Regions from separate parts of the Macaca mulatta genome. Here region 2 is linked to region 1. The links are chromatin contacts, called in public Hi-C maps. All regions are on one chromosome and are shown on one strand. Each heading gives the region's core, a stretch centred on a gene start, on an enhancer-like site or on the middle of the called end of the contact. The rest is flanking DNA. Distances are from core to core; before and after follow the strand shown. Region 1 holds the start of CTBP1 (C-terminal binding protein 1). Region 2 holds the start of NSD2 (nuclear receptor binding SET domain protein 2).

The links. A called contact is a pair of places that touch in the nucleus more often than the background predicts.
Region 2: a contact with region 1 is called in a Hi-C map of fetal cortex germinal zone, with 2.6 times the contacts expected there. The contact joins the promoter of NSD2 here to the promoter of CTBP1 in region 1. A contact is called at or near these places in 2 of 14 Hi-C or Micro-C datasets (blood and fetal cortex germinal zone).

What each region holds. Positions count from the first base shown.
Region 1 is chr5:1,321,451-1,328,420 of T2T-MMU8v2.0, reverse strand. It overlaps CTBP1 (C-terminal binding protein 1), which reads left to right and starts at 4,652. Exons shown (of 10, transcript NM_001266780.1): 1 at 4,652-4,802. It also overlaps the pseudogene LOC106998226.
Region 2 is chr5:1,988,848-1,995,400 of T2T-MMU8v2.0, reverse strand. It overlaps NSD2 (nuclear receptor binding SET domain protein 2), which reads right to left and starts at 5,199. Exons shown (of 21, transcript XM_078002897.1): 1 at 5,053-5,199.

The DNA.
Region 1 (6,970 bases), core at 3,403-5,902:
CTATTTCTAAGATCAATTTCTAGGCTCGTTTTCAGAACATTTGCCATCCCTCTCTGCTCTGGTTTGAATAACTGCCCCCTTCAAAATTCATATTGAAGTTTGATTGTCATTGTGATGATCTTAAGAGGTGGAACCTCTGAGAGGCGATTCAGCCACCAGGGCTTTGCCCTCCTGAATGGGCTGGTGCTGTTATCATGGGAGTGGGCTTCTTATAAAAGGGTGCATTCAGCACCCTTTCCTTTCTCCCTCTCTTTGCCCTTCTGCTATTCTGCGATGTGAAGATGCAACAAGAAGGCCCTCACCAGATGCAGCCCCTTGAGGTTGAACTTCCCAGCCTCCAGAACCATAAGCCAACAAGCTTCTGTAAACTATAAGTTACCCACTCTGTAGTAGTCTGTTACAGCAGCACAGAATGGATGAAGACATCCTCTGTATCATTTTGCAATCCTACAAGAAAGGTGTTCTTTTGTACTCATTTCATCACTGGCTAAACTGGACTCTAGAGGGCTAAAGTAACAAGGCAGGTCTGTCCGCTTCCAGAGGACCTGTCCTGCAGTGGCGGTTCTGGGCTCCCCTGGGCTTTGTGGCACTTTACAGCTTGCAGTCATCCTGCAGGTAGATGTTATTTCTCTTCCCATCTTATGGCTGAAAACCAAGCCCTTATAGCAGTTATACAAGTTATGTGGCAGTGTTCAGCAATTGTATTAAAAATATTTTAGGTAGACAATGTGGTGTGTATATGTAATGGTACACCAGTCAGCCTTAAAAAGGAAGACAATGCTGCCATATATGATGATATGGATGAACCAGGGCGTTATGTGAAAAACCCAGGCACAGAAAGACAAATGCTGCATGATCTCACTTACAGGTGAAATCTAGAAAAGCTGAACTCACAGAAGCAGAGGGTAGAATGGTGTGTATCTGGCACTGGGGCTGGGCAGTGATGTTGGTCAAGGGATACATTTCAGTTACATTGGAGGAATATGTTCTAGGGATCTATAGTAGGACATGATGACTATAGTTAGTAACAATATATCGTGTGCTGGAAAATTGCTGAGAGTAGATTTTAAGTGTTCTCACCACACCAAAAAACGACGAGTGTGTGAGTTAGTGCATGTTAACTTGATTTAGCCATTCCACAATGTATACATATTTTAAAACAAGTTGTAAACAATAAATATATACAATTATTATTTGCCAATTAAAATACATACATTTTAAAATATTTTAGATATTTGTCCATTTTTGTTTCAAGTTTACTTGTTGGTCATTTTATTGTTAAAAATTTCTTGGTTGTTTTTGGCCGGGCGCAGTGGCTCACGCCTGTAGTGGCTCACGCCTGTAATCTCAGCACTTTGGGAGGCTGAGGCAGGTGGATCACCTGAGGGTCAGGAGTTCGAGAGCAGCCTGACCAACACAGTGAAACCCCATCTCTGCTAAAAATACATAAAATTAGCTGGGCGTGGTGATGGGTGTTCTCCAATTCCAGCTACTCGGGAGGCTGAGATAGGAGAATCACTTGCACCCAGGAGGCTGAGGTTGTAGTGAGCTGAGATTGCACTATTGCACTCCAGCTTGGGCAACGAGCGAAACTCTTGTCTCAAAATAAATAAATAAAAATGACTGTTTTTTTTTCTGTGTGTACATGACTGACAACACCAGTGGTTTCCTTTAACACCTCATCAACGTTCCCAGGCACTTTTTGTATTTGAGGTATGTGAAGTAATAGGGTGGCCCTTGTCCTGAGTGTGATACTGAACACACCGACTGATAAAATGGGGGCCTTTGGCTGCACACCAGACGCTCTGGGTACTGATGAGCTCGCCCCCGACTCTGCCAGAAATCAGAACGGTGGTCCAGGAGAGTTAGCAGAAAGAGGAGGAACCAGACGCAGTGATCTACCTGGTTTGTCCTGGTGTCAGGTAACTTGGAGTTTTTCTTTCACACGTGGCTGGTACACAGGAGCACTCATAAATACCCGAGTTGAATAATATAGTCCATTGACCTGGAGTTGCATGAAGCAGCATTCATCCATCCAAAATGCTGATGCTTCTTCAGAGTGTACTGAATTTTCCCCCAATCCTAGGTTGTCCCACGTGATGGACAAAAATACCCCGTGTGGGAATGAAGGCTGGCCGGGGGGAACCTGGTGCCCAGGCTTCTGGCATCCCCACCAAGGTGACTCTCCAGCGGCTCCTAGGACAGCCCATCCGTGTAGGGCAAACGCCACGAGACCCTCCTGTGTGCAGGCACATGACAGGCCCAGGCACAGGGAGGCAGGTGGGCAGGCACAAGAGCAGCCAAACACTGACCCTGGAGGGCGGGGGTCATCTGCTCATCATGGCAAGGACTGGAAGTGGGAGAGGCAGGCAGCGCCCACTGGGGTTGGGACGAGCTGTGCACACGGCTGGGTGCACACAAAGCTGAGGCTTCTTTGTGAGCAACACAGTCACATTTGGGTGTAGGAATCTTGGCTGGAGTTGCCCAACGTGGGGAGCAGACAGCTCTGCAGCCAGAATCACAGCTGGAGAAGGAAGCACTTGGAACAAGCCAGGACAGTGGGACGGGCCAGGGCCAAATAAGAGTCGTGATAACGCACTGACAAGTTGTGTAGAGGGACACTGTGCAGACGGAGGCCATGGGGCGTGCTGATGGGGAAGACGATGGATCCCTGGCTGGCATGCATCCCTCTCCGTTCTTAGTTGCCTGTGGAATTCCAGCGAGCTCTGCTCCAGCTACACTGGACATAAAAGTGCGCAGGAAATGGATCCTGGAGAGGAACTGCTCTTCTGGACTGAGCTTGCTGCTCAGGGCAGCCTCACCTACAGGACCCAAAGCCTTATGTGATGTTTGCTGGACACTCAGCCACGTGGCTGCCTGTTGAGCTCTGCCAGTCCACGTGGGAGCCAGGAATTTCTCCCCAGAAGCCTCTCCATTTTATTCACCAATGCCCAGTAAATCACAACCTGACTTGCTGCAGAGGATGGAGTGCCTGGGACCCGTCTGTCCCCAGCTTCCCTGGGGAAAGAGGGAGTGGCATGTCCCTGCTGCCTTCTGGGCTGCCTGTCCATGCAGAGCAGATAGGAAAGTCCAGTGAGGTCCCTGCCTGTGCACTCCACCAACCACATCATCCCTTCCCGGCAGCCTCACCTAGGCCCCTCCATCTGTGACCCCTTGTCCCCTGCACCGATGTCTGGCCTTGGAGGTTGCTGCTCATTTTTCTGGAATTTTCTTAGATCTCTGCAGGGCTGCCCCTCCCCCTACAAGGGCTCCACACGTGTTCCCTCCTTCATGACTCCCACTGGGCTTCCCTGACAGGGCCCCACCCTCCCCAAAGCTCTGGTGACACCTGCCAGGTTTCCTCCAGGCCACAGCTGGGCAGCCCGGTCTTAGAACAGAAAGTGGTACGCATGGCAGGCCCGACTGAGGGCCCAGCACTGTCAGTGGGGTCAGAGGTCTTCCCAGGCCTGGAAGGGCAGACATGGGCTTCTCAGGGCAGCCTAGGACGCGTCCTCACGAACCACAGCGAAACTAGAGCAGGTGTCTCTCGGATAGGAGTCTGCATCATTCCGTCTCCAGGCTGTGGTTTCTCAAATTATGCAACTATCTGATCATTCCAGTGTGCTCAGAGTAGCCACGCGCAGAGGCCCTTCCCACAACTCCCCACGGGGTGGATGGAAGCGTCCACTCGCGGCGCGAGGAATATCCCTGGGCCCCTTGGGAGAGTCTGCAGGGGCAGCCCCTGGGTGAGCAGGCCCGGTGCGGCCTCTCCCTGAAGGGACTTTCGGGCCCTCCCGGGTCGGGGCGTCTCCCGCAGCGGGCAGAAGCAGAGCTGGCTACAAACCCTACTCTTGTTAAAGGAGAAACGGGGTCGAGAAGGGGGTTCTCCAGCCCTGAACTTCCCGGGCCGGGAACAGCGCCCTGGGCCGGGCAGAACGCGGCCCCTCCCGGAGTCGGGGTCCCCCCCGGCTGGGGACGAACTGGGGCGGGCGCGCTTCTCCTCCCGGGGCCCCATGTGCGGCCGGCTCTTGGACGGTAAATCAGGGCCCGGGTGGGGGCGATGGGGGGAACCCGCGGCCTCGGTGCCCCTGGCCAGCCCCGGGGACAGCGGCACCGCAAGGACAAGTCTTCGGAGGCGCACGGGCCAGGCCGCGGGGCCAGAAGCGAGCGGGGGAGGGCGGCGGCTGGCGGGGCGGGAAGGGAGCGGGGCGGCCGCTGCGCGGAGGAGCGCCATTTACGTTCGGGTCCGTTCCGGGCGCTGACGTGGGCGACCCTGCCTCGGCTTCCGGGCCCGGCGCCGTCCCGCAGGGGGCCTCGGGGCGGGCGGCGCTCCCGCCAGCGGTGCTGAGCCCGGCCCGACCCTGCCCGCCTTCCTCCGGGACAGGCGGTTTAGAACGTGCGGAACACCGGGCCTCGGGCCTCCGCCGGGCTGCAGGCCCCGTGAGCTTCCCGCCAGGCTCCCGCCCCGCCCCGCAGCCGCGCCCGGCCAGGCGGGCCCTGAGCCGCCCGCGTGAGTCCGTGCGCCGCCCGCGCCGGGAACCAGGAGACCAACCGCGAGGCCCCGCCCGCGCGCGCCGCCGTGTCCCCGCCCGCGCGGTCGTCGGAGCGCGGCTCAGCGGCGCGGCGGAGGCTCGGCACGGCGGCGGCCAGGCGCAGGCGGGCGGGCGGAGCAGCGGACGGCACCGAGGCCGCCCCACGCGCCGGACTCGCGGCGGCGCAGCGCGCCGGAGTGGTCGGGGCCCGCGGCCGCTCGCGCCTCTCGATGGGCAGCTCGCACTTGCTCAACAAGGGCCTGCCGCTCGGTAAGGCCGCGCGCGCGCGCGTTTCCGGCCGCGGGCGGGGGCGGGGCGGGGCGGGGGCCGCGCGGGCGGGGGGCGCGGGGGCGGGCCGAGCGCGCGCCCGCGGGCCGCCGGCTTTGTGTGCGAGTGCGCGTGCGCGCCGTCGTCCGCGCGTGGCCGCGGTCGGGGGCGGGACCGCGGCAAGGGTCGTGCGCATGCGCGGGCCGCTGCGTGTGAGCGAGCGCCGCCGTGTGCCCTCCCCGCCCGCGGCCCGCGCAGGTGACACAAAGGGGCCCGTGGGCCTCCAGGCTGCTCCACCGACCCCAGCCCCATGGGACCCGGGACGGCACCCCGAGTCCGAGTCCCGATCCCCGGCCGCTACCCCGTCCCCGGTCACGACCCCGCGGCTGGGCCTGCGGGACCGGGGTGGGAGCTGCGCCGTGCGCAGCTACGGGTGTCCTGGGGAGCGCGCTCCCGGGCCACTCGCGGGAGCGCGCCCCCTCCCGCCCTGAGGCTGCCGGCGACCGCGGCCGCGCGCTGTGGGGGAAGGGGACGGGGCCCGGGCGCCGGGTCTGACCGTGGAGGAGGCCGCCGCCCTCAGACCGGGCCCAAAGCGCAGCCCCCGGCGGTGACGCGGGCGGTCCCCGGGGGTCTCCGCTCCCGCGAACTCCGCGAGGGCCCGGCCCGGCCCGGCGCCTCCACCTGCCTCTGCCTGTGCCGGCCCGGGTCCCGGGGCGCCTTCCTCGCCGGCTGCGGCCGCGGAAGCAGGGAGCACGGGCGGACGCCGGGCGCACGGCCATCGCCATCTTGCAGCGCCCGCATCCTGGGCCGGCCCGGGCCGCTCCGCGGAGCCTTTCTCTCCCTCGACCCGGCTGCAAAGGCAGAGCCCGCGCGCTTGATCCCCGGGCCAAAACTGGAGCGTTCTCTGGCGGCCTCCAAGGGCACCGGTGTCCGGAAGCCCGGCCGGGGCCAGAGCCCTTTTGCTGTAGTCTCCGCGATTGCCGGGACAGAATTCCCTTCCAGTGGGGAAAAGGGAAGGCGGTCGCGCCCTTCCCGGTGCCCTGAGTGGGGAGGTGAAACCCTGAGAGTTGGGGCTAGAGGGCCCGGAGCCAGGGCCGAGGCGGCGGGTGTGCAGAGTGCTCCGTGGAGCCCGAGCACCCCCCCCCCAAGTCCTCTCCACCGTTTCTGTAGGAGCTCGGCAGGGAGCACAAGTCCGTCAGGAAGAAAACGGCGCTGGTGGCTGGGCCCGCGCCGCGGGCGTCCTCGCTGAGCTCCTAGCGCATGGCCTGTGCGCGTCTGTGTACCCGTCTGCGGCTTGGGGCAGGGTTGGGGCAGCACCGTGGGGTAACTATTTGCCGTTGCAGCTGAGGATGACAGCTGCGGTTTGGGGGTCCCTCGTTCTGTGTCCTGGAACTTTGTAGGGCGTGGCTCTGCCCTGGGCCTCAGCACCAGGTCTCCCCTGCCCGCCCAGGCCTGGCCACCTCCCTCTGGGGTCTGGGTTTGGCTCCTGGTTGGCACTGTCAGCTCTGCAGACGCGTTTTGCCCTTTGTGATTCTGTCGCCCATCTTTGAGCACCTGCTTCCATGCTGGCGTCCTCTGCAGAACTCTGGGAGGGACATGCAGTGGGGGCTGCATCTACTCACTGCCCGGGGTGCCTTGTCCACCTGCCTGGCCGTTTTTGAGGTGTCTGCCATGTCCGCAGCATGTACTTCGTCCTGTCAGCCTTGACCAGGGCAGCTGTTAGTTCTGAGAGGTGGACATGTGGTTGGGAATGTCAGTGAGTAGGATCTTCCGTTTTGCACACTTGTCATTAACCTGAGAACATGGCAGTGGGGGAGGGGAGGTTTGGCCCCGGGTGCAAGGGACTGTGGGCTGGTCCTGTCCGTCTGCTGAGTGGGATGGGCCTTGGCCCAGTCCTGTGGGCTTGGCGCAGAACCGACCCCAGCCACATCCTGGGGAGATTGGAGGTGCTGGCTGGTCCTGTCTGCCTCCTCCAAGGGCTGGGAGCCCCCCACTCTTTGGACGTTTGTAGTGTAAGGTTCCATTATCCAGCAGACAGCCACTGTTAACAGTCACTCTGTTAATAAGTTTTTTCTGGAGGAACCCTGGACGGAAGTAGTCACGCTCTGCAGGAAACGGGTCCCAGGCTCGAGAGGCCCAGTCTCTTCCTTTGGAGCTCAGAGGTGGCTGTT
Region 2 (6,553 bases), core at 3,950-6,449, 670 kb before region 1:
CATAGCTCACTGCAGCCTCAAAGTCCTGGGCTCAGGTGACCTCCCACTTCAGCCTCCCAAGTATCTGGGACTATAGGCACACACCACCATGCCCAGTTAATTTTTTAAAATTTTTGTAAAGATGGGGTCTCCTTATGTTGCCCAAGCTGGTGTCAAACTCCTAGCCTCAAGCGATCCTCCCACCTCAGCCTCCCAAAGTGCTGCAATTACAGGCATGAGCCACTGTGTCTATCCACTACTGGAGTTTTTGAGCTGAGGCCATCACTCAGCTAACCAACACTGCAATTTCTATCCTTGTATATTTTGTTGAAACCATTAAGTATTACAGAAAGTAAGATGCTTTGAAAACTCATCTGGGGCCAGGTGGTTTTAGGAAGGCAGATGCTAATACAAACCTAATTTGAAATCTTTTTTTTTTTTTTTTTTTTTTTTTGAGACCGGGGTCTCACTGTCGCCCAGGCTGGAGTGCAGTGGCGCAATCTCATCTCACTGCAAGCTCCGCCTCCCAGGTTCATGCCATTCTCCTGCCTCACCCTCCCGAGTAGCTGGGACTACAGGCGCCCACCACCATGCCCAGCTAATTTTTTGTATTTTTAGTAGAGACAGGGTTTCACCATGTTAGCCTGGATGGTCTCAATCTCCTGACCTCATGATCCACCCGCCTCGGCCTCCCAAAGTGCTGGGATTACAGGCTTGAGTCACTGTGCCCGGCCAAAACCTGTCTTGATTTTTTTTTTTTTTTTTTTTTTTTGAGACAGAGTCTCGCTGTCTCCCAGGCTGCAGTGCCCTGGTGCGATCTTGGCTCACTGCAAGCTCTGCCTCCCGGGTTAACGCCATTCTCCGTTGCCAGTCTCCTGAGTAGCTGGGACTGCAGGCGTCCGCCACCACGCCCGGCTAATTTTTTTTTTTTTTTTTAGTAGACATGGGGTTTTACCATGTTAGCCAGGATGATTTCAACCTCCTGACCTCGTGATCTGCCCACCTGGGCCTCCCAAAGTGCTGGGATTACAGGCATGAGCCACCACACCCGGCCAATCTGTCTTGATTTTTTAACTAGCAAACCAAATTTCATCAAATCAATCAATTCCTTCAAAAGCTATACTGCAGGCCAGGCACGAGGCCGAAGTGGGAGGATCACCTGAGCCCAGGAGTTCATGACCAGCCTGGGCAACATGGTGAAACCCCAACTCTACAAAAATTAGCCAGGCATGGTGGCACACACCTGTTGTCCCAGCTACTCAAGAGGCTGAGGTAGGAAGATCGATTGAGCCCAGGTAGTTAAGGCTGCAGTGAGCTGTAATCATATGACTCCACTCTAACCTGGGTAACAGAGCAAAACCCTGTCTTTAAAAAAAAAAAAAAAAGGAAAAAGCTATACTGCAACTTGGCCAGGCACAGTGGCTCACACTTGTAATCCCAACACTTTGGGAGGCCAAGGCAGGAAGATCCCTTGAGGCCAGGAGTTACAGGGACCAGCCCAAACATGGCAAGACTATCTCCATAAAAAAATTTAAAATTAGCCAAGCATGGTGGCAACTGCCTGTAGTCCTAACTACTTAGGAGACTGAGTTGGGAGGAGAGCTTGAGCCCAGGAGTGCCAGGTTACAGTGAGCTATGATTACACCACTGCATTCCACACCAGGTAACAGGTGAGACCCTGTCTCAAAAGAAAAGAGCAATGTTGCAACCAACAGACAAATATAAAATGCTAGAGTCCCTGGGTAACCAACATAAGTCTTTTTCTCCCCCAAAGTACTCACTGCAAATAACCATTCATTAAAAAAGAATTAGCAAATCATACAGTTTATAAATACAAGCCTAATCCTCTAAAGCCCCTGTGTCATCTCTTCTATTGTATTCTGTGTACTTTTTTTTTTTTTTTGTCTTGACCAAGGATAAAGAAATCGACGAGGTAGATTTCTCGCTCCATCTTGGTGGTAGTACGGATCTGTCCTATTACTTGTTGTACTTATACACTTGCAATGTTTCAGAGTGACCTTAGCCAAGCCATTTCCTTTCCAGACTCAGCTTCTTCTCCCAGATGCTCCATTACTTACAAAACAGAGAGGCAAACAGGCCAGATACTGGCATTAAAATGGGCAGTTTGTTTACTCTAAGCCATATACCCATGTATTCAGCATTTACTGAGTGTCTGCCATGAGAAGGCACCAGCAGAGGCAATGCTGCCCAAGGCAATGACAGAGTCCTACCTCTAAGAGTTAACCCAACAGGGGAGAAAGGTCACAAGTGGCCATTAAAAAGCCATGAATTATGCTCAAAGAGGAAGGACAGGTGGCAGGCAGTCCACACCCAAGAACAGCACACACAAAGGCCTGGAGTCAGGACATGGTACCACATATTCGGAGAACAAGGTCACATTTACCACAATCAAGCAAAAGAAGAGACTGAGGTTCAGAAGACTAAAATGCTTATCCAAAGTTGTATGCATTCTATGCCCATGGGCAGCCCACCAAAAAAAAAAAAAAAAAAAAGGCAAAACCAAGCACCTGGATCAGAATATATGAGTACAAAGCCTTATGGCTTCTGTTCCCGCTGATTAATTATTTACTTAGAAAGGTTATTTGCCCACTTGCCCCGCTAAAAAGGACAAGGCAGAGCCAGGAAGGCTGAGTGTGCCTGTAGTCCCCACTACTCAGGAGGCTGAGGTGGGAGAATCACTTGAGCCCAAAAGTTTGGGACTGAAGTGCACCATGATCGCTCTCCTCTGAAATAGCCACCACACTCAAGCCTGGGCCACATAGAGAGACTCTATCTCTAAAAATAAATAAATAGCACAGGACAAAATATGTTTGGATTATGAACTTCAGCACCATCTTAGCACATCCTTTCATACAAGTTCTTACTTAGTAAAGAGAATCCTGCAGCTCAGCAAGACTAATTCCAGCTACTTTTGCATGTTTTACATTGAATCTTCAAACTGTAAAAAAAAGTTCACATTCTGCTATGTGAGTAAACTTTGTAAGATTTGATTCCTTTTAGAAGATAATCTGAATAGGCAGAAGGCTGTACCCATGTAACTCCCACAGGATTAGGAAGAGTGGGTAGTCTACCTATTCAGATTATCTTCCTGACTCATTCCAGGATTCTGATTAACGCTTCGTTTGGGTCCCCACATTTCAGCAGGTACTGGTTTAAAAGCCCTGGATAAGCTGATTGCATAAAAACAAACCAAGTCACACCTACAGTCTGTTGACCTTATCATTTTGTTCTGTATGTCTCCACAAGTTATATTAGTTTACATGTTACACAAGAATATGTAAGGTAAATTGTCCATCATTGTTTGAAATTGACAATTACCTCATACTCTTAAAATAAAATGTTTACTGTTAGAATCAGAGGCCAGACTCTTTGATAGTAAAGCAGTCAGGAGAGGACGATTTTTGCACTGAATAGATCAGAGCTGTTCACAAAAGCTTACAGAAACTCAAAATTGTGCAGTAAGTCCTCACTCTACCAACCATCAGCCCAAAACTGAAGGTTGCTGGGTTTGGGTGGCTGAGAAAATGGAAGGAAAGAAAAGGAAATGACTCAAAGTAATCGTGCTTACAGCATGAGTCCTCTTCATCTCCATTTGGCAGTTTAGATTTGAACCATCATCAGTTGTGGGGAATGAGAGCACACATCAAGTACACAAGGAAAGGTTGTGCTCACAGAACTTGTTTGCTTTATGTTGCTGGCGTTCTGCTTTTTAAAATATTGTTGCTCTCATCACATTTAAATATGTAACTAGGGCACTTAAAACATTTTGGGAAAATTAAAAAGTTTAAGTCCCAAGTTCATAAATGGGATGGCTCCTAAGTTATTTTCCATGCTGATAATATTTAAAATACACAAAATAGAGTCAATATAATCAATGCGTGATGTTGGCATTTAACTCATTTAAAAATCAAGGCTTGAAAGTCTGTGAAGTAGGTGGGTAGTACTGAAGAGCTCCTCCTAAGCCAGGTCTGAACTTTATCAAGTTAGTCTTGTCCTCACAGGGTCTGTTCACACACACACACACAATACACGTTATCTACCTAAAAATGACTAACGTCACCACATCAGTTTTGATACTATGTTTCAACTTGAATGTCAAAGCCCATCGTGGGCACAGAAAGATTGGTGCTGCAATGGGTCCATAATATCCTCATCCATTTTATTTCTACCGAAAGTCAAGACTAGCATTTTTTAAACGCCGAGATTTTAAACCACGGTTCCTGTGAGTGGAGCAAAACCAGCCATTCAGTCGCCAGGTCCCATCTCATGTCCTGAGGCTTCAAGGACTATCAATCTCTATACTGGTGCAAGGGGAACATCCCAGGTGGGAGGCCCGGAGGCCGAGGGCGCGCAGCCCCCCAGCAGGGTACCCACGCCCGGCTCACCCCCGCCTCCACCTGCCAAGGGCCGGACCGCGGCCCGGCTTCCCGGGGGAGCGCCCGCGCTGACCAACGCCCGGGCGCCGCGAGTGTCAACGCCGGACACCGTCTGCAAACAAAAAGCGATCCTCGGCCCGACCCCAGGCCCCGGCGCCGGCCCCGGGACCCCAACCTGCCCCTCCCACCGCGGCCGCCCCGGACCGGGGGCGCAGCACAAAGGCCGGCCCGACCCGCTCGGCGCCGCGGGAACAAAGGCGGCCGCCTCGGCCGGGCCGGGCACAGGTGCAGCCGCAGGGCCCGGCCGGGCCCAACATGGCCGCGCCCGCCCGCCCGGCCCCGTTAGCCGCCGCCGCCCGCAGGCCGCCGCCCCTCCCCTGCCCGGACGCGTCCTGGCCTCCGCGGTCCGCCCGGTCCTCCCGCCGGCCCTCAGGCCTCCGCGGTCCTCGCGGTCCCCCCGGTCCCCACGACCCTCTCGGGCCGCTCAGCCTCCCGGTCCCCCATCCCCTGAGCCGGCCCCTCAGGCCTCCTCGGTGCCCTCAGTCCTCCCGGGGCTCCCGCCCCCTCAGGCCTCCGCGGTCCTCCCCGCCGCCCCTCAGGCCTCCCACAGCCCGGCCTCCCGGCCCCAGCCCCGGCGGTTGGCGGCCCGCGACGGTTGGGCGGGCGCCCCAGTGACCTGCGGTGCGTCGCATCCTCGGCGGGCGGCTCTCCGGAGCGGCAGGCTAGGAGGGGGCCGGGGCCGTGCGGCGTAAGGGCCCAGACGGGGAGGGGGCGGCGGCGGCGGGCGCAGCGCGGCCAGGCCGAGGCTCTCGCGCGCGGCGCCGACCCCGCCCCCGCGCCTCCCGCCCGCCGCCGCCGCCGCCGCCGGGGCCGCCGCCGCCTCGCAGAAGCCGCGGGAAAAGTGCGCGCCGCTGATTGGCTGCCGCGCTCGCGGGGCCCGCGGACCGGGCTTTTCAAATCCGCGCCGGGGCCGCGCACGGGCGGGGCGGGCAGGCACGCGGCGGGTGGCGGCCGCGCGGCCGGGCGGGGCTGGCAGCGCCGGGAGGGCAGGGCCGCGGACCCCGCGAGCCGCCTCAGAGGAGCGCCGGGCGCGCGCCCTGCTCCCGCTACTCGGCGGCGCGCACCCGGCTCAGACCCGGCGGCCTCAGGCGCCGCGCGCAGTGACGTCACGGTCCGCGCCCAATCACCGTCCGGAGCCGGCGCCCCAGAGCCGTGGGCGCGCGGCCGCGTAGGCCGGCGTTGGGCGCGCGGCCCGCCCGCGCGGGTCCGCAAACTCCTGTCCCGTGAGAGGGGCGCGGGGCCTGGGGTCTGGGGCCCGCGGCCCGCGGGAGGCGGTTGGCGGCGTGCGCCTCGTGGAGCGGCAGTGCGGGGACGGGTGGGGAAACCGTCGCAGAGGCTCAGCCGTTGCGGGCCCGGGGCCTCAGCATAGACGTGGCGGAGAGGGTCAGACGCCGCGACGGGGCAGGGCGTCGTGCTCTTCCCGCCTAACGGCCGCAGGGCGTGAACAACGAGTGCCCCCGGCGAGGGTCCGGCCCGGAGCTGGGTGCGGCTGCGGGAGGACCGCTTGCAAGGGGAGGACGCCGGGTCCAGGGGCGCTGCCCCAGCGCCGCTGCGGTAGCGCCGGGCTTAGCGGGGTGGCGCGGGCTTGCGGCTCCGGGAGGAGGAGGAAGCGGCGCGGGCGAGCGGGGAAGTCAGACGCTGCAAAAAGCGAGAGGGCCGGGCCGCTGAAGCCGATGTGATTTGCTGCCTGCCGCTCATGGAAGTTCGGCTCCTGCCTCCAGGTGCTGCCCGAGCCGGCGGCCTTGGGTTTTCTGTCAAGCAGGTTCGGGGAGCCGGGGACACCTTCGGCCTTGAGCTTTAGTGTCTGCTCGAGCTTTACAGGCCCAGCTTGAGGCCTCGTTGAGAAGAGGGCCCAGGGGAGCCTGGCGAGAGTTTGGTCAAGGAGAGCTTTGTTAAAGTGCGCCACCCGAGTTCCCCTCAAGAAGGGTCTTGCTGCCCGGCCTCGGCTATAGAACGCCACCTCAGCCCAGGTTCTGCCTCCCCGGACCCAGCTCCAGCCGCCAAGGAGTGGCCACAGTTCACCTCCCCTCTTCCTCTCCCGCGCCGCCTCCACTGCTGTCCCTTCACAGGTGCTGGGCCCTGTATAGGTTGAGTTGTGCCCCGCCCAAAAAAAAAAG